5 separate regions of the Mus musculus genome follow, and regions 1, 2, 3 and 4 are each linked to region 5. A link is a contact called in public Hi-C and promoter capture Hi-C data. All regions are on one chromosome and are shown on one strand. Each heading gives the region's core, a stretch centred on a gene start, on an enhancer-like site or on the middle of the called end of the contact. The rest is flanking DNA. Distances are from core to core; before and after follow the strand shown. Region 1 has its middle 24 kb from the start of Tigd2. Region 2 holds the start of Herc3 (hect domain and RLD 3). Region 3 has its middle 23 kb from the start of Nap1l5. Region 4 holds the start of Fam13a (family with sequence similarity 13, member A). Region 5 holds the start of Avl9 (AVL9 cell migration associated).

What was found. Promoter capture Hi-C pulls out the DNA fragments that hold promoters and counts their contacts. A called contact is a pair of places that touch in the nucleus more often than the background predicts. Capture Hi-C pulls out chosen DNA fragments and counts their contacts.
Region 1: a Hi-C map of B cells shows a contact between it and region 5, with 6 read pairs. The contact joins the enhancer-like site here to the promoter of Avl9 in region 5. A contact is called at or near these places in 3 of 39 promoter capture datasets (the C10 cell line, cranial neural crest and pre-B cells) and 1 of 484 Hi-C or Micro-C datasets (B cells).
Region 2: a contact with region 5 is called in a promoter capture Hi-C map of liver, with 5 times the contacts expected there. The contact joins the promoter of Herc3 here to the promoter of Avl9 in region 5. A contact is called at or near these places in 3 of 39 promoter capture datasets (cranial neural crest, embryonic stem cells and pre-B cells), 7 of 484 Hi-C or Micro-C datasets (B cells, CD4 T cells, the N1E-115 cell line and 3 more), 4 of 115 datasets of contacts at active chromatin or transcription factors (astrocytes, large pre-B cells, regulatory T cell precursor and 1 more) and 2 of 9 other capture datasets (adipose tissue and liver).
Region 3: a contact with region 5 is called in a promoter capture Hi-C map of liver, with 2.9 times the contacts expected there. The contact joins the enhancer-like site here to the promoter of Avl9 in region 5. A contact is called at or near these places in 5 of 39 promoter capture datasets (the 3T3-L1 cell line, the C10 cell line, hippocampal neurons and 2 more) and 1 of 115 datasets of contacts at active chromatin or transcription factors (pro-B cells).
Region 4: a contact with region 5 is called in a promoter capture Hi-C map of pre-B cells, with 4 times the contacts expected there. The contact joins the promoter of Fam13a here to the promoter of Avl9 in region 5. A contact is called at or near these places in 6 of 39 promoter capture datasets (the 3T3-L1 cell line, cranial neural crest, hippocampal neurons and 2 more), 1 of 115 datasets of contacts at active chromatin or transcription factors (astrocytes) and 1 of 9 other capture datasets (liver).

The regions. Positions count from the first base shown.
Region 1 is chr6:59,182,954-59,187,071 of GRCm38.p6, reverse strand. No RefSeq gene overlaps it. Among named protein-coding and RNA genes, the nearest start is that of Tigd2, 24 kb to the left of the region's middle. Within about 2 kb of position 1,596, at least 141 of the 459 cell types and tissues checked have an H3K27ac peak or open chromatin away from gene starts, as enhancers often do. A contact at or near this core is called in B cells, where this site is marked.
Region 2 is chr6:58,828,390-58,833,013 of GRCm38.p6, reverse strand. Herc3 (hect domain and RLD 3) reads right to left here and starts at 1,549. Exons shown (of 26, transcript NM_001361966.1): 1 at 1,082-1,549; 2 at 478-612.
Region 3 is chr6:58,928,100-58,932,781 of GRCm38.p6, reverse strand. No RefSeq gene overlaps it. Among named protein-coding and RNA genes, the nearest start is that of Nap1l5, 23 kb to the right of the region's middle. Within about 2 kb of position 2,556, at least 17 of the 459 cell types and tissues checked have an H3K27ac peak or open chromatin away from gene starts, as enhancers often do.
Region 4 is chr6:59,022,184-59,026,800 of GRCm38.p6, reverse strand. It overlaps Fam13a (family with sequence similarity 13, member A), which reads left to right and starts at 2,299. Exons shown (of 18, transcript NM_153574.2): 1 at 2,299-2,489. The coding sequence starts at 2,461. Gm52905 (a long non-coding RNA gene) reads right to left here. Exons shown (of 2, transcript XR_003956447.1): 2 at 1,891-4,357.
Region 5 is chr6:56,713,633-56,718,266 of GRCm38.p6, reverse strand. Avl9 (AVL9 cell migration associated) reads right to left here and starts at 3,362. Exons shown (of 16, transcript NM_030235.1): 1 at 3,053-3,362. The coding sequence starts at 3,145.

The sequences.
Region 1 (4,118 bases), core at 347-2,846, 2.5 Mb before region 5:
TATGCCCCAGTACAGGGGAACCCCAGGGCCAAAAAGGGGGAGTGGGTGGGTAGGGGAGTGGGGGGTGGGTATGGGGAACTTTTGGGATAGCATTGAAAATGTAAACGAGGAAAATACCTAATAAAAAAATAAATTAAAAAAAGAAAGAAAGAAACTACCTGAAAGGTCTGTATTGCTCCAGGTAAAATAGAAAGGGGAGATTCCTATGCCTTACGGTTTTTCCCAATCTCATTTCTGTTCTCTTCATCTGTCAGCAAATATTTTATTTTAATTTAGACAGCAAGCCGACTAGTCAAGATACCATCAAAGTGACATGGTGGCTTCCATCTAGATTGAAGGCACTATGACGGTAACACAACCATCTGCCATCTACTTTCTGCCAATGGTGAGCTCAACTCCATGATGAAAATAAGTCTACTCTTCCACTAGGGCATGATTGTAGGGATCCGAAAATCTCAGATTAAATGTGGTCACTTACTTTAACTGTTTTAAATAAGTACTAGACCTCAACCCAAAGGAGAGTCCCTGGGTAGATTTCGGAGTGGCTAGAATCACAGTGGCTTCCTCCCAGATGGCTTCTAGAAAGAGATAGAGAGAGGGAATTTAACCACCATTCAACTTTTCTGTTAAAACCACACTGGGCCTGTCTCTCAGGGTTCCAGAGGACTGGGAGAAGGATGGGAGGAGCAGGTGTTTTAAAAGAAACCAAAGGTTGTCTGTCTCCAGGCTGAGAGCAGCTTCACATATCTCCGTAAAGAATGTGGTCTATGCTACTTCAGACAGTCTTCTCATTCAGTTTTCTAAGCGAGTTGGTCCCTTTCTTCCTGTGGCCCTTAATATGCATAGAGCAGAGACTTCCCTCTTAGAATCTTTTCTTGGGTCAGGTTTCATCATGAGTAGCATAAGTACTTTGACTTTAGGTTAGTAAGACAAATAGGTTTTGCTTGTTTTCTTTTGTTATTACTGGTTTTGTCTCTGTTCAAGTCTTTGGTGGTCCAGTGTTTTAACTTGCTTAAATAAAATCATACATCCCGTGTGGTCCCTTTTATTTTGTCTTAAACAGGTAGGCTGAAAATAGAGAAGAAAGGTAGAAATAATTATCATTCCAAAAATAAAAGTGCAAGATTCAATCTCAACTGGGGTAAAATTCATGAAGAATTACTTCGTCCAATTGTCAGTGATTAACTCCAGAACTGAGTGGTCACAACCCTGAGGCCTGGCTACCTGCATGTACAAACACGCGGAGGAGTAGGTAAGAGAGGTTTTCCTTTCTAGCATTTCAAAGAAAAGAGGAGAAACAAAAATACCAGTCTTGGGGTCCAGCCCCACCCACTGCCATTCCAGGATGCTGGAGAGACCCTGGCCATGCTCCCTGTTCCCTTCACAGTTTGGCTAGGAAAACACTGGCCCGGGATGAATCTCAGGATAATCTTCGAAATTGAAAGCATCATGGTGAGTCATGGAGGATTGCAGGAACAGATTCATTTTCTCAGCTGATTAAAAGAAGGAGAAAACAGGAAGTGCAAGGCTGTAAGCGCTCGGCCAAGTTTTAGTGAAAGCAGAAGATGTTGCTGTTTCCTGGACGGACGTGCCGTTTGTGCCTCAGAGAGCACGAAGCTGCCTTTGTGCTACTCTGTGAGTCATCACAGCAGTTGCAGATCACCAGATAGGAGGAACACAGTGTCCATTTCACGCTGGCTGTTTTTTTCCTCAGTGGAGTTGGTTCTTCTTTATTCTCCTGACACTTCAAGCTAAAGGTAGCTGCAGGTGACCTGTTACTTTTTGGAGATCTAATGGGGTTTGAGATGTCCTGCCATGTTTCCCTTTCCTGTTGTTCCACACTTGGTTGCTATAGAGACATATTTTGGATAATGACATGTGTCACTCCCTCTCTTACGTTCACTTAGAGCTTTAGGGTTCTTGTTATCTCTCGCCGATTTTAGCCACCAGCCTAACATAAACCGTTCACAGCACTGAGCAATGTGTGGGGGTTGTTGATTTTTATTCCAGTCATTGGAACAGTTAAGTGGAAGCTGCTGCTGCTCCTCAGGTGTTTCTGTTTGACCATGCGCTATCATGTCCTCAATGTGACTGGCAGATTTGTTTCCTCATGCTCTTTTAAGTAAAGTAAAGCATGAGACTGGCTGAAAGAACATATTTGAAAAACTGAGGCAGGGGATGCATCCTGCCTGTCACAGGCTATTTGGAGTCAGCCCCCAGGAAGCTCAGTAAGTCACACTTGAGTTGATTCTGTTTGGTTTGAAACATCTTGCATGTAGGCAGGACGTTTTCTATGAGTTAATTCACACTATATGTTTAAAACATTCTCTAAAGCATTTTCATTAAAATGACAAATTTTTGTGAATTTTTCCCCATTAAATGGACATTACTAACTTGAGAGTGTGGTGTATACTTGTGAGTTTAGAGTGATGGAATACAACATGTAGAATAGTTGAGAGCCAATTAATACACTGCATACTATCTTAGCTGATAATATTATACTGTTATCCCTCTAGCATTACCACTAAGCCACATGACCAGCTCATTTCTAGTTATTGATAACTATGTAACCCATGGGTTTTGGATGCCTGGGTTTAAATTAAGGCTTAAACTGGAATTATTGAGACAGTGTTCTCAAATCTCACATGAATATTTTTAAACCTGGAATGCTGTGGTGAGAAACTCTAAACTATATGGTAAATGTCAATAAACATTGAAAAACTTGGGAATGAAATATTCTGGGGAAAGAGTTATAAATCTTTATTGACTTTGTTCTAAATTAGAAACTCATTATGGATTTGAATGTAAACATATACTGTGAAGTTTCAGAGAAATTCTCTACTTTGTATAGTTTGTATAGAGACCCATGTCTCTCCATTATTATAATTCAGTCTCCTGCCATAAAAGTCCTTTGTTGAAGCCAGACATGGTGACTTAGATGCGCAATCCCATACTTGGGAGGTTGAGGTAGAAGATCATGAATTCCCGGTCAATTGGGGCTACAAAGTGGGTGGATACTGTGAGCTATATAACATGATGAGAGAGGGGTAGGATGAAAGAATGAGAAAGCACCTGAGAGGAGAGAGACAGACAGATAGACAAACAAATGGACAGACAGACAGATGGAGAGAATCTCCCTTACTGGATATAGATGAGAAGATATAGAGACACCTATACTCCTACACAGGGACTGGGCTGGACGAGGGCATGCACACTTATTTTTTACAAGGGTACACATTTGTGTTCATTGGAAATAAATTTTCTCTTCTAGTTAGCAGGTATATAGGTGATAAAATGATACTATTCTGAAAAATTGAAGAGAGTGGCTTGTGTTCTTATTTGTAAAGGCAACTAAAGATTCATAGGAAACAACTCTACTTAAGTTCAATGGATACATTTACAACATAACTCCTATATCAAGGCTCAGGAAATATTGAAAAAGAAAAGAAGGAAAACTTGTAAAAGTCAAAGAAAGGGGGACTCTGTTGTAAGATTGTGCCTTGTAGATATGACAGGTAAGCTATATCTATGAAGTCTCAACAGCATGGATGCCTAAACAAGACCTAAACAATTCCAACAGTAATTCATATCCCAGTGTAAGTGGGTGAAATTTCACAAGGCTTCGCACCTAGATGAAGAGTTATAGGCAATTTATAATTCCAAGAAAGGGGAAATTAGTCTTCTACAGGAATGAACCTCCCCATGCCACTCAAAATAGAGTGACCAGTCCTAGAAACATACATACAGATAACACTGAATGGACTAAAAAACCTATTCCTGTTTACATGTATGTATAGCAATACCTATCAATAATGGTTAAAGAGGAGACCATGAATTTGGGAGGAGCAATCGGACATGGGAGGGGTAAAAGGGATAAGATGGCATGACAAATGATGCAAGTATACTGTAAATTTAAAAAACTACTTTCAATGGTCAGGCATAAAGGGTTTTATGTGGCAAGAAGATGGGAACTTGATCTAAGAAGTCTTACAGATAGACGTTAAGCATTTCATCTGTCCAAGCTGTCCAAGTGTGACATCTAATCTAGCTCTGTATGCATGTGTTTGTGTGTGTGCCACTGAAACCAGAGACGCTCATACACTAAGAAAACTCTTTCT
Region 2 (4,624 bases), core at 300-2,799, 2.1 Mb before region 5:
TCACAGCTAGCTAGCTAGCTACCTGACCGCAACTGCTACTTTCGTTTCTCCCTGTTACCATATCCTCTAAGTGCAACACAAGAAGTCACAGACAGGCACCTCCAGTCACCCAAATAAAGCAAAGGGGAGCATTAAGATGTGATAAGATCACCCACGGAGCAGCTATGTTAGTATGAGCCATTATATAGTCTGTGGTCCTGAATGAGTTTCAGACATCATTTCTACCTTCGTAAGAGAATCCCTTTCAATTAGGAAACTATCACTTTTATTTCTGAAACTGGTGCAAGGTTGTTTGTCTCCAGCTGGGGCGCTCCTTTCATTACTTACACAGACGGTTTTAAGTGGTTATACAGATCTTAAGAGATTCAAGTTTGTCCCGCAACATGAAATGCAATACCCAATGACTTCTACAACACAGTTTAGAACATTTTTGGACTCCTGGTTCTTTTTTTAACACAATGAAACCCCACTACTTACTGAACAAGTCCAACTGGCTAACAGTGAACCATGCTTCTATTTTTCACGACAAAGGAGTTTTGCATCTAATTTGATTCCTGCAGTTTAACTTCTCAGATGGGGTCAAAACTGGAGTAAGCCACCGATTTTGTTTTTCTGATTTATATCCGTGGAAAGGAATAAAAAAAAGAAGAAGAGACACTGTCATTTGCCTCTGAAAGTACCACATCGCTCTGGCTGCATTTTAAAATGCTAATCCTTTTTACTTCTCTTTCCTGTCTTTCCAATCTAAAGCTAAAAATCAGTTCACTTTATCAAATTATCAAATGAAAGGTTCTAGAAATAGCTTCCTATTTGTGGAAAGAGACAGAAGGCACATAAAAAATGGAAGATATCACTTGAATCGTCCTCCCCCAAAGCACCCCGGATGAGACAAATCCCAGTAAAACCTTCGACGCCTTAGGTAAAATTTAAGGCACTTCCTAGTGGGGCAGGTGTGAACTCTAAAAGAAAACAGCCAGGAACAGCAAAGTTCAAGCATTCCTCCCCTGGGGCCCCGAGCTGCACACGCTCCCGGCAGCAGCACGAGCGAGTCTCCCCAGGTCCAGCCCTTCAGTCCACACACCTGCTCCAGGGTCCAGCCGTCGGCTCGGCCGCAGCGGCGTCTGCACCAGACACCAGGTCCCCGAGCCCCGCCCGCCAGCTGGGTGGGAGGAGCCCGCGGCCAGCCGCAACGCGAATTCCCCTGCCGCGGCGCCGCGATGCTCTTCACGCAGGGAGGTCACCCGCCGCCCGCGGCTAAGCGGCTAAGCAGAGCCGGGAGGCGCCTCGGCGACAGGGAGCTGCGGACAGCCCAGCCCCCTCCTCCGCGGGTGCGGCGGGCTCGGTGCCCTGAGATCCCCGCCCCGCCCGCACCTGCACCCGGGTCCGCAGCGCCGACCCCGCGGTCGCAGCCCTCAGGCAGCTCGGGCCTCCCCGGCCTTCAGCGTCACAGTAATAATGAAGTTTCCCCCGCACTCCCGCGGGCGCAGAATGAGCTGGGAGACCGACTTCCCGCCTGGCCAATGGTGGCGGCGGCAGCGGGGCGGGGCGCGGCGGGTGCGGAGAAGGCGGGGCGACGTCGGGGCGGGAGGGGCCGGGGAGGTGACCGGGAGGGGGCGGGGAGGTAGCGGGACTCCCGGCGGGGAAAGAAACCTGGAGGGGGCGGGACCTAGGGCGAGGGAGGTGACAGGGAGGCGGTGGGATCGGCGGCTGGGAGGTGACTGGAGGTTGAGGGACCCACAACCAGGTGTGGTAGACAGATGGCAAGACCCTGGACCCAAAATGGGAGAATGCAGGAGTAACCTTTGCTGGAATAAAATTGCTTTTCGCCAGCGAGGATGCAAAGGAGCGATGCCCAATGGTGTGGGGGTTTTGGTCGATTGGGTTTGTTGCTTGCTTGCTTGGTTGCTTGGTTGGTTCCTTTTGGTTCTGAATTCAGGTTCTTATTATTCATGCAGAGGTGAGAGGGGGAACTGGGACTGGCATGGTGAGCTGTAAGGTGGCTGCCAGAGCAGAGGGTAGTTCCAAATCCCTGTCACTCAGGGGCCAAGAACTGCGGGCCCGCAGTGGTGCAGAGTCAGGCTTGACTAGAGAGGAGAGCACACTGAAGAAAACAGAAAGTGTGAGAATCACCAATTCTAAAACCATAAAGCCCCACCTTTGGTCTAAAACTCCCGTGGGGGACGGGGGTCTGGGGGTGGGGAAGAGTGGATAGAAGTTTCAGCTCCACTTTCCCAGGCCTGTAAGAGGATATTCAAGCTTTCTTCTTCTCCCAAGGCCAAAAATGCTCTCAGCTACGGCTCCTCTCATCTTCAAATAATCTTCAAGAAAACTATATGGTAACAGTAAACTGATGTATCTGCCTGCCTTGAATTTGAAACGCTGAACATGGGGGCTTTAACCCAAAAGAATGTACAAAATTCTCCAAAAACTAGTTTAAGGTGAAGGCATGAGCCCATATCAGCATATACAATCCTGAGAATATGTACAAACAAGCACCTCTTAAAGGGACTCCTCAGTACATCCTGACTTATCCATATGTAACAATAACAAAAGAGACCATTCATTTGAAGGGGAGCACATGAGAGATGCTTAAGGAGTGGTAGTGCTATATTTTTATTTTAATTAAATTTTAAAAGGAAAATGACTCTAAGTAGAAGAAATTTCATAATCTGACATATCCAGAATAATTCAGATCTCATCAGGTCTTCAGGCTTTGAAAACCTAACATATTAACCAATAGAAAAGAAATCTCAAGGACTGATAGATTCTGAGGATAGGGCAGGAGACTGGTATATCCTGAGAAATACAACAGTGCCCTGATATGTCCTCAGGGTAAGGCAGTGCCCTGATGTATCCCAAGGAATAAGACAGTGCCCTGATGTATCTTGAGGCTTATGGCAGTGCCTCAATGTATCATAAGGATATGGCACTGTCCTGGTGTATCCTGAGGAATAAGGCAGTGCCCTGATGAATATTCTGAGGATATGGCAGTGCCCTGATGAATATCCTGAGGATGTGGCAGTGCCCCAATGTATCCTGAGGAATAAGGAAGTGCCCTGATGTATACTGAGGATATGGCAGTGCCCTGATGTATCCTGAGGATATGGCAGTGCCCTGATGTACATCCTGAGGATATGGCAGAGATGTTGGCATCATGGGGATCTTCAGTGATAACTGAAACACCTCTGAAACCAAGAAGATGAGGAAGTAGAATCTCTGTTTTGGGGTAACTAAGACAAGGTTTCGTAAACTTTCTCCACTTGTAGTCTCTCTTTGCCTCCCAAATTTTTACATATAAACATATAAAATAGGCATTGAAATCATAAGCAATTTTAACTTTAAAATGATTCTTTGTTATCATACAGTTTCACCATTTATTAAAGAGGACAGAAAATTAACATACTAGTTAGATTGATTGCTCATTTATTTTACATGAGGAATTAAATCTTGTTCAAATACCTGTCACTCCAGGACAGATAACAACATCAATGTTTTTCAGAATTAGACACTTTGATTCTATAAGCATCAATGCTGAGAAAGCCATTTGACTTTGTACTTCAGCCATTTTGTGCATATATATATATATATATATATATATATATATTATATATATATATACATATATATATATACACACACACATATATATATGAATGATATATAATGACTGAAGTATGTTTAAGGTCATTTTTTAAATGATGAGAAATTGTTCTGAGCTCAGATCAAAATTTATTGGATGATTTTTTTTTTAACTGAAACTCAAGTCAGAAATTCAATTTCTTAAATTAAACATTCTACCACAATCCAACCCGAGACTCACTAATTTAATATAAACTCGTTCAGGAATGTCAATAAGTGGATATCAAGTCTTTCTTCTCTGTAATTAAACCATTATTTTCCTATAAGAGCAGAAAACTGGATGTGCAGGAAAAAAATTGTAGTTCAATACACAAAAGTCCCAAACCTGAGCTGAGCTATTCAAGGCAGTGTTGGTGGATGATGCATTAGGCACAACAGTATGCTCAGTGGTTTAACAATTTCTGTAATGCAAAGCATGCTACTGTGTGTTCAAAACCAAAACTTCAATGAAATATAAAACTGCAATTAGGGGCAGGGAGTGCTTTTGACTTAATATTTGGTCACGGCATATTCAAGAATTAACACATTTTTTGTGACCCTTACATTCAGTGATGTGATTCCACATGGGGTTGTGACTCATGGTTTAAAAGGCCATGTTCTTTAAAAAATAAATAAAAAGCCACAAACCTTTGAAATATGAATCACAAAGGCTGTTTTTAGAAACACTAGAAGCAAGAGTCATCACTCATTCTCCAGATGTGTAGCAGTGTTGGGAAAGCTCAATATATTACAAAGATTTAAATGCAATTAGAAACATCACTAGCAAGAACTAGGTAGATGACCAAGGAGAACTTATGGTAAACAGCAGGATCCTTTTTCTTGTGTCAGATATAAAGCTCATAATCAGTCTCAATTTTGGGCTATGAATCTAGTTGGTTTTGTGTAAATTTTCCAATTGAAGAGAAAGGTTTGTTATCAAAGACTCAAGCCTAGAAGTGAGGTAGAAATGATGTCTAGATAACTAGAGTACTGTAAGCTTCCTTAT
Region 3 (4,682 bases), core at 1,307-3,806, 2.2 Mb before region 5:
CACTTTGTCTCATTCTGATGCAACACCTACGCAGCGGAAAAAGCCATTTGCAGGCTGGCTCTGCTCTCTGAACCTGACTTGTCTAGGCGAGGACCATTAGAACCAGTTCCTGCTGGTATACTCAACACTGTCTTAGAGCACTGTGGGCTGACTAAACTGTGAGCAGTATTGCGCTTGCAATTCTTTGTAAGTTAAAGACTCAGAGTGAAAGAATAAAAATGGCTCCGATACCCTTTACAGCAGTCTGTCTAGTGGCTTCCTAGTTTTCAGTAGAGGCAACTGGATGTAGCAACCATCAGAGACATAAAAGGAGTGTCATACATTTAAACTTGATTTTCAGAAGAGATTTAATCTTTGGTAAGATGGTGTCGACAGTATGTGCATCACAGAATGCTGTGTGAAAGACTAATTGCAGTCTAAATTCTGTTCTGCTTTCATGGATGTTTCTTCCAGGACACTCACGTCCTCTGTGCTCTCCACCCCCACCCCCAGTGAGGCAAGGTGGAGTCCCTGCTGAGATCAGTACCCATGGGGTGTTTTCTCAGTGTCCATTTGGTTAAAGCAGTAGAGAGGAACAAAACTGTACCCCAAATGCTGAAGCTACTTAGGAGAATCTAGAATGTTTTAATTTCCTTCATTGATATAATTTTGTTCAGTTGACCCTAAAATGCTCTAAAGAGAACATTCAAATTAAAAAAAAAAAAAAACAGAAGGAAGGAAGGGAGGGAGGGAAGGAGGGAGGGAGGGAGGGAGGAAGGAAGGAAGGAAGGAAGGAAGGAAGGAAGGAAGGAAGGAAGGAAAAGAAAAGAAAAAAGAAAAAGAAGCCAATATGTTTTCAAATTGCTCCACCAGCATGGCTACAAATGCTAGCCAACATGGGATGTTCCAAATAAGGGTAATATGCACATACCCAACACTGTACATATCACTGGCAGTGGTCCATGATTATAACACATGTATGAATATAAACGAAGGCCAGAATTGTAGATACACATTCATGTGTATGTGAAGGGAAAGTCTATGTGCATTGACAATTCCATATTATTTTGAAGGTTCATGGTTCCCAGAATGGTGCCAGCCAGGGTCAAGTGCATGGCCCAAGCAATCAGTTTGTTGGCACGTTGTTGAAGCATGAAAAAAAAAATACACAGAAATGGGTAAAATGTCACTAATATGGGCCCCAGAACAATACTTACATGAAATATAATCAGAAAAATATTTAAATTACCAATGTCCTTTAAAAAGAGAAATTGAATTCAAACCATTGTGTACATTTTTTTTTACACATGACTGCATTTTGTATTTAAAAAATAAATTATTTTTAACTGTAGAAGCTCTGAAGTTTGTGTCAGCATCATGTGACTACACTGCTGATGGGGTGTGACCTTTCCCTTCTTGTAGGATCCAATGCTGGCTCATTTGCATCCCTCCGAAGCCTCAGGAGGATTAGGTTTTTGTTCTGTCTCCAGAGAAGGAAGGGCCCTACAAGGAGAGGCAAATTGTGCACACGAGTGTGGTAGTCAGTGCAGAAACTGGAAAAGCAGGTGGTCCTTTCTACCAGCTGCCTTTAGACTATTCGAAATAGCTGAAGGGGTGCAGAAGCGAAGCAAATTCTGCTTAAGGAGAATTCTCTTTAGTTAAGTACCTTTCCAAAGTCTACTCGGCCACCTTGGGTACAGAGTTTAGGCATTTACTGTTCTAAAATTAAACAGGGACAATCAAAAGTTTGGAGAACATGCATTGCATCTGTGCGAACACCTCAGCTTTCTGAGTCACCTGGCAGGCCAAGTGCCACACAGCTGCCTGAAGGGAAGTCTCAATTGTAGGCACAGGACTGTCCTCCTGTGGCTGAGGGAACACAGGACTCCAGGGGTAAAAGGCATGGGAGTAAGACTCATACTGCTCATGTGGTATATACTTCGAGTGAGTAAAATGACCTCGGTGGAAAGACCTTGTTCTACTGTGAAAATATGAGTGACTTTCAGAGTACAGCGATGATATTTAGTTCCATTATTCCAAAACTGAAGCCCACCTGAAGTACTTTAGTTGTTCTTCAATGGAAGCAAAGTAATAAACTTGGAAAAAATGATAGGTAGTATTTAGTTACCCCGATTCCTTCAATATTTTGAAGTTGCTTTGTGTATGCATTCATGCATTACATATGGTATATACATGTAAGTATAACAATGAAGGATGCCAGAGCAGGACAGGCTTCCTATCATTCTCCACTTTATTGCCTTCAGACAAGGACTCTCTAAATGAACTGCAAGCTCAACCGCCAGGGACTTTTTGATATCTGCCTGCTGTTTCCTCTCCTAGTGCTGGGGTTAGAGGGAGCACAGCCATTCCCAGATGTTATGTAAGAGATGGAGATCCAAACTCAGATGGTCGTGCTTTCAGAGCAAGCTGTGTACCCACAGAGCAGATGCTGATCCTTCTGACGAAGCCAAAAAGTTAAGTGAGCTCAAATTCACACAGGTCTACCGCTTGTGTCAAAGACTGGACGCATTCTGGATGTTCGCCTCGCCCTCTGCCCTGGCCATGTAGTGCTTGCGCTTCACAAAGCTGGTGGCCCAAACAGAATGTTGCAATGTGACCTGCCCATGGTGGGAGGGCTCACTGGGGAAGGGAAGTGAGACCTAAATGGCTTCATCATTGCTTTTCTGGGATGGATTCAGCATCTTGTAAGACAAAATTTACCAGTGTTATCTCTAAGCTATGTCAGCTTGCCAAGGCTGAACTTACACAGTAGAATCTTATACCCACTAAGCCAAATCAGAACTCCCTAGTGCATTTCAGAGCCCTGGCATGCAGACAGGGGGTATTTGGCAGGACCGGAGGTGCTGAAAGCTCGGTTCTCACTTTCCTCTCCAGCTACACGGCTTATTACCACGGGGGGGGGGGGGGAGCATTGCAGAAAACATGGTGAGAAGCAAATCCCTTGGACCACTCAGATTCCCAGCAGAGCCCATGTATGTTTAAGTCATATGTTGCCATAAATTCTGAAGTTCTCAAAAGCCATTCAAAAACATGAATCAATCTTTAGACCCTCCTTCTGGGCATGATTACTACATGATAAGACATTTTTGAGACACTGATATTTTTCTTTAGCTGGTACTTCTGAAACACTGACAATCCCTGTGTATAATAGGCGCGGTGAGGAAGGCGAGAGAGTACTCCTCACACCAGAACAAACATGTGGCTGAGCTACTAGAAGGCCACCTCAGTGAGGACTTTGGGATGAGTATTGTAGCTCAGAAAGGGCTGTAGGGTTCAGGTCTCGGGACAGGCCTGTCATTAATGCTTGCTCTCTGCCATGCTGCTTGTCTAGCCTTCGGAAGGGTGCAGAGCACGCTGTGCATCTATAGAAATGACCAGTTCCACAACTAAACTCTGAGTAACAAAAAACGACCCACTTGACAACAGCCAGAAACAGAATGCCTACAGGTGCTTCAAGGCCCCACTACATGATCTGGGTACAGGATTTATCCTCCCAGAGCCTCCGTTTCATTGTATGAAAAAAAAAATGATTGCATTTCTTGCTTTATAGGTTGTTGTAGGCTCAGTGTTGTGTCTGCATTGAAATAAAGTGTTTTTGTAGTTCAGCAACACATTCTGAAGTCTTTCAGAACAGGCATTGTACTTTCCACGATCACTCACCATGCCATTCCCCATCACCCTCTCCTTTCTTGTTTGTATATGTTAGAAAAACAATATTACTCCAACACTCTAAGTATGGGTCAGTGTGGAGGAACACGTTCAGTTATGTTTGTGTGTGCTATGTGTGTGTTATTCATGTGTGTTTGTGGGGTGAATGTTTGTGCATATACATATGTGTTGTATTATGTGGGTGGGTGTACATGTGTGTGTTGTACATGTGTATTGTATGTATTTATATTGTGTGTGTGTGTGTGTGTGTGTGCATGTGTCTGTAGGCCAGAAGTCTACCCTAGGATGTAAAGATAAGCAAGATTTTATGGAAACAGTTAACCAATTCAGTTGGAGGAAAAAACATATCATGTCTATCACTATTTTCAAACATCCTGGCTGCTTTCTCAGAAGGATTACTGCTTGCTAAATGACCTCTCTGAGCAGGAGAAACCTTCTAAGTTTCTCCCTAAAGTCTTTGGGAGGTCCAGAACTGATCAGACACATCAACAGTTCAGAATGAACTGGGATGGTCTCTGAGATCAATGTGGAAACAAATGCCTAAGTCCAGTGGTGTGAAGAAGGCAAGGAGGAACCTTCCAATGAGTTTCTGGATGACTTAGATGCCCTGAAGTTTATTTCGGGAAATATTTTTAAATTAAAAGCTAACTGCCCCCGAAGGAGGGGTAGTTTGCTAAAATTTTGCCAAGCTGTTAAGGAGCATCCCAAATCCCACAACCTGTGGCCAGGGCTAAGTAGAGGAAGGCACATGGGGTCCTCCACTCTTTCACCCTACGAAGGAAGAACCAGATGAAGACCATGCCTGCCTGAGGCTAGCACCAGGGAAGCTTTCAGATTCAAATCATTCCACAATCTTGTCCCTTCCCACCCCTAACACTACCGCAGACATCAGTACACCCAGGTCTCTACTCTGAACATTCTGACAGTGACTTGAACTTGAGAGTCCTTCAATTCAGGGACAAAAGGTTAAGAGATCTATTTTTAACAAGCAGCTTTGGCAGTGTCCTGCCAGC
Region 4 (4,617 bases), core at 1,050-3,549, 2.3 Mb before region 5:
GGCCCCTGACTCTGTGACAAGGAAAAGAAGAAAACAACACAGCTCAAGGGTCAAGTCATTGTGTCCTTAGGGTAAATTATTTCCAACACGGGATGCTGTTACTTATGTCGTGACATAGAGATGTGAATAGTAAAGGCAGCTAATGAGATGCTCATCTGTGGAGAGAACAGAGAGGGTGTTCTGCCTAGAAATCTTCAACCAGTGACTCTAGTGTTATAGTTCTGACTGGGATTCCTTAGCTGATGTCTAGGGGTGGCTGTAGATGTAGCTTTAAGAATGTTTTGCTGGGCATCTGGTGCTTCTGTTTACCTACATACATGCATTCAAAACCAAAACACAGCTAGGGTAGGTCACTTTTCTTGACAATGAAACTATAAAATAACAACAACAACAGCAGCAAAATGATTAGTCCTCTAAGCCTTTGAGAATGAAAAGAATCAGGCATGCTTTTTATTAGTCCCACCAGAAACCCTTAATAGATTTCAAGGTATGACTAGAGGAAAAGAAAATGGCTTTTCTAGTCATAGGCTTTACACTAATCTATCCTAGTTAAAATGGGGGAAATGTATGTCCTCTCTAATCTAAGATCAAAGTTCATAGTTACAAGGTGAACACGTAAGGATTTTTGACTCTCTCTCTCTGTATGTGTGTGTGTTTGTGTGTGGGTGTCTCTGCCTTTTATTTGCAGAAGGTATTCCTTCATGCCAAGGTTATTTTAATAAACTATCAAAACTCTTACTAAAATGTAAATGTTTTCTATAAGCACAGGTAATTTTAATTTGCAATATGTCTTAGTTAGGGTTTCTATTACTGCAATGAAAACATCATGACCAGAAAGCAAATGTGTGTGTGTGTGTGTGTGTGTGTGTGTGTGTGTGCGCGCGCACGCTCATGCGCGCCCTCACACACTATTTGGCTCACACTTGCACATTAAATTCATGATTTAAAAAAGCCAGGACAGGAACTCCAAGAGGGCAGGAACCTAGAAGCAGGAGCTGATGCAGAACCTGTGGACCAATGCTGCTTACTGGCCTGCTCATCGTGACATGCTTACCTCGATTTGTTATAGAACACAGGACCACCAGCCCAGGGTGGCACCATCCACAATGGCCCTCCCCGTCCAGTTACTAATTAAGAAAAAGGTCTTAAAAGCTATTCTCAATTGAGATTCTTTCCTTCTATGTAACTCTAGCTTGTATCAGGTTAATGCGAAAGTAGGCTGTGTTAGAACTTATTAAATTTGCATAATATGAAATAAATTGTACAAGATGTGTTTCTTGCATTGTATGAAGCCTGTGAACTACAATTACTTCCCTAGAAATAGTGAGTGGCCCTGAAGAAATTACAGGGGCTGGAGAACTGGCTGCTCTTCTGGAGGACCCAGGTTTGGTTCCCAGCATGGCCACTTAGCCATCTGTAACTCTAGTTCCAGAGGATTCAATGCCCTCTTCTGGCCCCCTTAGGCAACAGTCACACATGCCATGCAGATGCAGGCAAACACACACACACACACACACACACACACACACACATATGTGAGATACAAAATAATAAAAGATCATTTACAAGCACTTAGAAAATCTTATTGGAAAAATTGGTTTTGTAAAATATAAGAATATATAATAAGAAACAAATCTCTTCCAAGTGCAGTTGACATTTTGGGTAGAATGTAAAAACAACAAACAGAAGGGCCACACCAGTAGATGTTTTGATCTCCTGAAGACCTGAATCCAGTTAGGGCACCTTGTCCTCTTCCCCTTGAGTGATGTCACCAGGAACTGCTCACAACCTAGTGTAAATAAGTATCTGGGGAAGAAACTGTGGGTAGGGCAAGGGTTCAGGTATTTCGTCAGGAAAAGCCTAGAACAATCTGGAAAAGCTTTCTCTGGCTACTGTTTGGGTAGTTTTTATTTGTTTATTTATTTTAGAAAAAAACAAGGTGCAGTCCAACTTGGGCCTCAAAGAAACGGGACCTTAAGGGACGCTGTCTGTCCTTGACACTGCATTTCCTTGCTGGCTTTTCTTGCACTTTGAGCCATGCAGGATTGGGCTCCTCTGCAGTTATTGGTTGCTCTTCACAGACTGACAGACTTGTCTGGAACCTCTCAGAGGAAAGTTTCAGGTTGCTGGGGCTTGCCAAGCCCACTAAGCAGCGAGCAGAGCAAAGTGGGGTGGGGACAGAAGGAGGAGCGGGAGAAGCGGGAGGAGGATCAGGAGGAGGAGCAGCCTTTCACACTCCACTGCTCCGCCTCTGATTGGCTCTGGGTTTCAGCTGCTTCGCTGGAACAAAAGGTCAAAGTGGACTGCAGTGTAAATGTGGAGGCAGCCGATAAATATCCTTGCCTGCAGCTGGAGGTGGAGAGGCAGTGTCAGCTGCAGCAGGTTGTGTGTTCCGCGGGTCCTGCACACAGGGCTTGACTGGAAGGCACTCGGGGATCCCGTGCAGATTCGCACACGAGGATGGCTTGTGAAATCATGCCGCTGCGAAGGTAGTGTTCTCTGCTTCTTATGCTGTTTGGTATTTTCTGGGCAGCGTACTTGGCCAGTGCTCTCGGCATCATTAGTAACAGGCTGCAAACCTTGCAGTCTGTTCTGCACAGTGCTCTTTCCTCAGACCAGATAGAAACATTTAAATAGCGCACTTCTCTTTCACTGACACTTTTGTGTAGTTGCTCATGATTATTGGGTTCAGCTATACCTTCTTTTAAGGGAAGTGTATTTAAGACAATACCTCTGCAAACCGAAGCAAAGCAAACTGAATGGGCTTCCTGGGTCTCCAGGCTGTTAGAGCTCATAGATGGATCTGATTCTCTGCTCTCTAGGCAAGGACTTTCTTCAAGTATATTGTAGTTATCGGAATAAAGGTTGAGAACAATGTTTTTCCTTGAATAATTCTAGGTAGATTGGTTACCCAAATGACGCTTGGAAAAAAATAACAAAACAAAAACAAAAACCAAAAAGGAAAAAAAAAATGCTGTGTAAGAGTGATAGAGCACAGGGTTCTGGCTTTGCTTTTGAGGACTGTGATGGGGGCAGGGGGTGGGGTGTCTCTCTGAGTCCTATAGAAATAAATAAAGGTAACTAACTGTACATAGCCCTGGCTGTTAGGAAGCACACTGCTGGTGAAGTAGACCCGAGTGCTGAGTGCTGTGTGTTAAAGCCACTACAGAAATCACTGAGTCCTGTCCCCACAGAAAGTCTGAGCCGCCCAAGGTCACAGTTCATAGTTTAAAAACTGACTTGTGCTAATCATATGGTTACATCTGAATTGCAATTACTTAGTGATAGTGACATTTGACTTCATATATATGTTTCATTTACAGTTTTCTATGGAAAATGGTATTGTCAAAAATCAGACAGTAATGGCAATTTATTGAAAATACTTAGATGAAATGAATTTACTGAAAAGAAACAATCCCATGTATATTTTGTTTGTGCTTTAGCAACAGAAATATGATTTTAAAAGTGTATCATTTTTGGTAAAGAGATTCCTTCAGGCTGGCTGTGGTGAGAGCCAGTGTGGTTGTTTTTCTTTTGCTGTCCTGACATGTCCACTGTAATAGGAACTTGATGTGGTGTTCAGAGTACCTTATCAGAGAATTGATACTTAATGTAGAAGAAAGTGCTGTGTAGAGTAATCTATAATTCTACATTGATTTGGTGGAAAAGTCCCCATGCTTGAAATTTCTAAGAGAACAAAACTAATGTACACTTTTTGGAGTTTTAATATCTAATTGTTAGGTTGGGAACTTTTGTCCTTCCAATGATGTCGGTCCTCAAGATCTCTAAGCAGGTCATGTTTTAGATAAAAAGTATTGGCCATTACTAAGCCCTGTTGTAGCTACACAAAAATAGAATGCCTGCTATGTAGAGCAAAAATGACCATGTGAGTTCCTGAAAACTATTTTACATTGTTGGTCGCTATAGTGAAACTAGAAATCTCAGTGTGCATTGCAGAATGCTGAGTCATGACTTTTGTCTCTCTGGTCACTCCTCACCAGCTCACTGTGCACTCAATGTCCCCTTACTTCCAAGCCCCATGGCAGGGATGATTGATCCCCTGGCAATCTTCACTTGCAGTTTATTTCTGCTTTTGATTATACACTTCTTGAAGACAACGGCCAGGTGTGTATGATGAGGCTTTCTGCACAGAGGTCCCTTGTGAGTCTAAGTGTTTATGCCGAATCGCTCATGATCTTGCAGGGTGTCTCTCTTCAGATCTCAGGCCAATGTCTTTGGCTGTTGTTCTCCATGTTTGTTATAGAAATGATCCCCATTGCTGAGGATCCCATCCTCAAGCTCCCAAAGGAGAGAGTTTATAGACTCGTGCAAGGTTTCAGTGCCAGAGTGCTTGAAACTGAATTGAAATAAATAGGTAAAATATTAGCTTTAAACAAGAAGTAAAGCAATTCATGGTGAATAGTGCATTGAAAATACTGGTGTGAATTCTAGTTAATGATTATAGCTTGTAGAAATCTATTGACAGCTGGTCCATGTAGTAATCTGACACTATGCTGCCTAACATTGGCACATAGCATATTTAATATTATGGCCTTATGGGAGGTATTCTTTTCAGTTTTGCCTGTTCAAACAAAACTTACAACATTGTTTAATGTT
Region 5 (4,634 bases), core at 2,113-4,612:
CCCATTCTAAGCACATCATACACACAATAAATATTATTATTATTATTATTATTATTATTATTATTATTGTTATTATTATTTTAAGGTTTGGAAAATAATTGTTTTCTATTGAACATTTAAAAATTTAAAACTATAGCCGGGCGTGGTGGCGCACGCCCTTAATCCCACCCAGCACTCGGGAGGCAGAGGCAGGTGGATTTCTGAGTTCGAGGCCAGCCTGGTCTACAGAGTGAGTTCCAGGACAGCCAGGGCTATACAGAGAAACCCTGTCTCGAAAAACCAAAAAAAAAAAAAAAAAAAACCCAAAAAGAAATCTACAACTGTTCAAAATGCAGAGGACAACTGACCATGAGGTACCCAACCCAAGTAGATGATACATCTATAACACAATTCCTACACCTAATGCTCAGAGAACATGGTAGAAGTGGGGGTGGAAAGATTCTAGGAGTCAGAGGACAAGATATTATCTGTGAGATAATATTTTCTAGATATAACAGGAAAGCTGTACACATGAACTCTCAGCAATATGGTTTTCTAAACAAGACCTACACAATGAAGTCAGTAGCTATGGCAAAGCAGATAGGGGAAATCTCACAAGGGCCCCAAACCTAGATGAAGAGCTCTAGGCAACTCATTGAGCTGAGATATAGAGACTCAGCCTTCTCCAGGGACAAGTCTCTGATAGGTTATCTATTCCAAGTAGTCAACCCTAAACACATACACACCAGCAACATTAAATATTAGCAACACTAAATACTCAGTAGGTTAAATGTATATGTGTGTATGCACACATGCTTGCATGTGTGTAACAAAGATGAAATGAAAAATTTGAGGAGAGGGAGGGACACAAGAGGGATTGGAAGAGGTGTAAAAATATGTAACTAAGTATTCATGCATGACCAAAAAAAATGAGCAGAGCATGACAGCAGATAAATCTTTGTTTTAAGATAGGATCTTTCTGCTGGGCGTGGTGGCGCACGCCTTTAGTCCCAGCACTCGGGAGGCAGGGGCAGGCGGATTTCTGAGTTCGAGGTCAGCCTGGTCTACAAAGTGAGTTCCAGGACAGCCAGGGCAATACAGAGAAACCCTGTCTCGAGAAACCAAAACCAAAAAAAAAAAAAAAAAAAAAAAAAGATAGGATCTCTCTATTGTATACCCCTTATTGTCCTAGAACTCAGTCTGTGGACCAGGCTGGCCTTGAACTCAAAGATCTACCTTCTGTACTTATTAGGCAAGCACTCTACCACTGAGCTACCTACATTCCCCAGCCTAGGATTAGGTTCTTAGTGCTTTGTTACTTCAATACCCTAAGTAGGTATAATTTTAAAAAGATCAATGATTAATCAAGCTACTTTAGGCATCAATTGGGGAAAAACTCAACTAGGACTTGTTTGCTTCACTGTAATTATACATTATCTGACAAAAGAAATTAAGAAGGGCAAATTAGGAAGCTTTGGATTTGCTGGTCTTAAGAGTAACCTAATACAGGCCTCCTGCTTCTGGCACAGAACTTAGTTTACAAAAGCAGACACTTGTACCTGCATGCTGAAACCAAAAGGCAAAGGCAAAAAAATGAGATAGCATGCAGGCTGCTCTTGTATCTTTGTTTTTAAACAGTCTCTGTTCTCTAATCTTTATGCAACACTATATACTGTTTCCCTTATTGAAAGCTATACTATTAATAAAACCAGTAAGAGAGGCAGAAACATAATAATCTTGACTTTCAAATGACAGCAAGAATCCGAAGACTACCCTATCTCCTATCAACTCTGATGTTTTCCAGTTTCCTTCCCAGAGCTCCCTCCATTCAGTGTAGTTCTGAATCAAGCTTCCACGATGACTATACTACCACACACAAGAACACCCATGGCACAGGATGCAAAGTTACAACTTCTGACTGACTCCGGGGCTGTTTTTCATAACAGTATAATCTCAGCAATCTTTTTTTTTTTTTAGTATGATTTTTGTCATTTTGTTACTTTACTCCTAGCTTATAAAGCAACTAGTTAGTTCAAAGGCTGTAATCAGGAAGTACTAAAAAAACTTCTTAATATCATACACAATAGTGTTACTCTCTCTTTAGTGTTATTCCATATCTTTCTGAGGATAAGCGAATATAACATCTTAAAATAATAGTCTATTTTTTTGAGGCAGGGTCTAAGTACCCTGTCTAATTTAAGATAATTCTCTTGCCCCAAGCCTCCCATTTGCTGGATGTATGCCATGTGCCACCACACCTAGATTGAAGGTAACAGTCGACACACACCTGTACACTGACACACACACTCGCAGCTATCACTTCTCCACTCCCTTCACTACTTTTGTTATCTTCTAACTAACTGAACTTCTGTAAATAAATCTAATGTTACATTCTCTGTGAAAGAAAAGAAACCAAGTGCTTCGTTTTCTGCTAGAAGCAATCCGTTTTTTTCAACACCTTAAGTATTCAATATATATATTCACTAGCACATTATGACATCATTGGCTTCCAGTGTTTGTTTAGGCTAAACAAACCTATTCTATTTTGCTCCTTTGCCTTCAACACAAAGCAAACGCTCGGTTCAGACGGTAGGGTGAAGAGTCATTTAAGAAGCTGGCTCCATTTGCACTATCTGTTTGACAAATTACATTTTTACTTACTGCAAGCGATTTGGAGGGCTAACCTAACCAAAAGAATAGCTCTGGGCCGGATCAAATCTGAAATGGCACAAAGAGAAGGGGGCGGGGCCGGTCGCTAACCCCAAACTACAGATTCCAAGGCTCGCAAGAGATAAACAAAGGAAGCCGAGCGGAGCTTACAAGTGCGTCAGTCTACTTGAGCATTCGTGTGGAAACCCACAGCTCGTAACGTGCCGGCGTCCAAACACCGAGTTTTCCTCAAGAGCTCCTTTATGGGTAGACACCCAGCAGGTTGGTGGAGACTGACAGGGAACACAAGGCTCGCCCGTCATTCTTCCGCTAAACCCGAACCCCCGCGGCTCGTCGCGCAGTCCCCGGAGGCACACCGCGAGGAAGGCCGCGGGGCGCCGAGAAGGCGCGGGCCGGTCCTCACCTGGCAGCCCTTCTTGTGGTGAAAGCCGACCACCACGATGTGCAGGACAGGCCCGCAGGGGGCGCCGTCACTCTCACGCCCAGACTTCTCCATGGACGCTCGCCGGAGGCCCCCGCCGCGACTCCAAACGCCGAGGCCCGGCCGCACGACCCAGAGCGGCAGCCTTCGGATGTCAGCCTGAGCGCCGCATACGCGCTGCGCCACGAGCTCCGGGGCCGCCGACCAGCTCCCTCACCTCCGCGGAGCCCCACCGGGCCTCCACCTCTCTGCTTCATCCGCTTCCGCAGCTTCCGGGCTGTCACCTGACGCTACAGCCGCCTCCGGCAGCGCGGGGCGGTACCCTGAGGCCCCTGTCCCGGCTGGGTCTGAGGCGGCATGGGCGGAGCCTGATCAGGGGGCGGGTCTAAAGGAAAAGGAGGCGGAGAGGGGAGGGGCTGTATAACAGGAGAGGCGGGGCCTGCTCGAGAGCTGGCCTGAAGGAAGAGGACCCCCAGCTGAAGGCGCGGCCTACACGACCGGTGGGGCGGGGCGGAGCTGGACGGGGCGGGGCAGGGCAAGGTAGGGCAGACAGACACAGACCCTGTGCAGTGGTGAAGTGGTGTGCACAGGGGGTTGATTTGGCTGACTCTTAAACCTGCTCCTTTCTCCCTACGATCTTTGTCAAATCACTTCCTTCTAAAATCTATTTTTCCTTCATGAAATATCGTTACTCCTCCTTTTTACCAGTTTTACTTATTTATAAACGTATTTCCTCTTCACTCTTTAAATCTTCCGTGGGATCTCTCAGTCTTGATTTTTAAATGTTTAGCAAGAAGACATATTCATGAGGTTTGGTATCTCATGTATTCAACGTTGAAGTTAAGTTTCTTGCTTACTCAAAATTTTTTTTACTTTCACTCTAGAATTTTTTTTTTTTTTTTTTTTTTTTTTTGGTTTTTTGAGACAGGGTTTCTCTTGTAGCCCTGGCTGTCCTGGAACTCACTCTGTAGACCAGGCTAGCCTCGAACTCAGAAATCCGCCTGCCTCTGCCTCCCGAGTGCTGGGATTAAAGGCGTGCGCCACCACGCCCGGCTAGATTTTTTTTTCATTTAATTTTTATACGTACAGTTTCTTTTATGCAAGTGTGTAATGCCACAACTTGAGGGGCTGAAGTAAGAGGTTTGCAAATTTCAAGCCAACTGTGGGTTACATAGTGTTAGAAATGTGCTCACAGGGCTGGAGAGATGGCTCAGCGGTTAAGAATACCGACTGCTCTTCCAGAGGTCCTGAGTTAAATTCCCACCAGCCAACCACATGGTATGTAATGGATCATCTGTAATGGGATCTGATGCTCTCTTCTGGTGTGTCTGAAGACAGCTACAGAGGACTCATATAAATAAAATAAATCGAGAGAGAGAGAGAAATGTGTTCACAAAGTAAAATGACCCCGTAAAGCTTTATAACTTTAAAATTAGTCGAGGCTTGGAAGTACACACCTTTAACCTAAGTACTCCAGAGGCAGGCAGATGTCTGAGTTTGAGGCCAGCCTAGCCTACAGAGCAAGTTCCAGGACAGCCAGGGCTACACAGAATCCCTGTCTCGA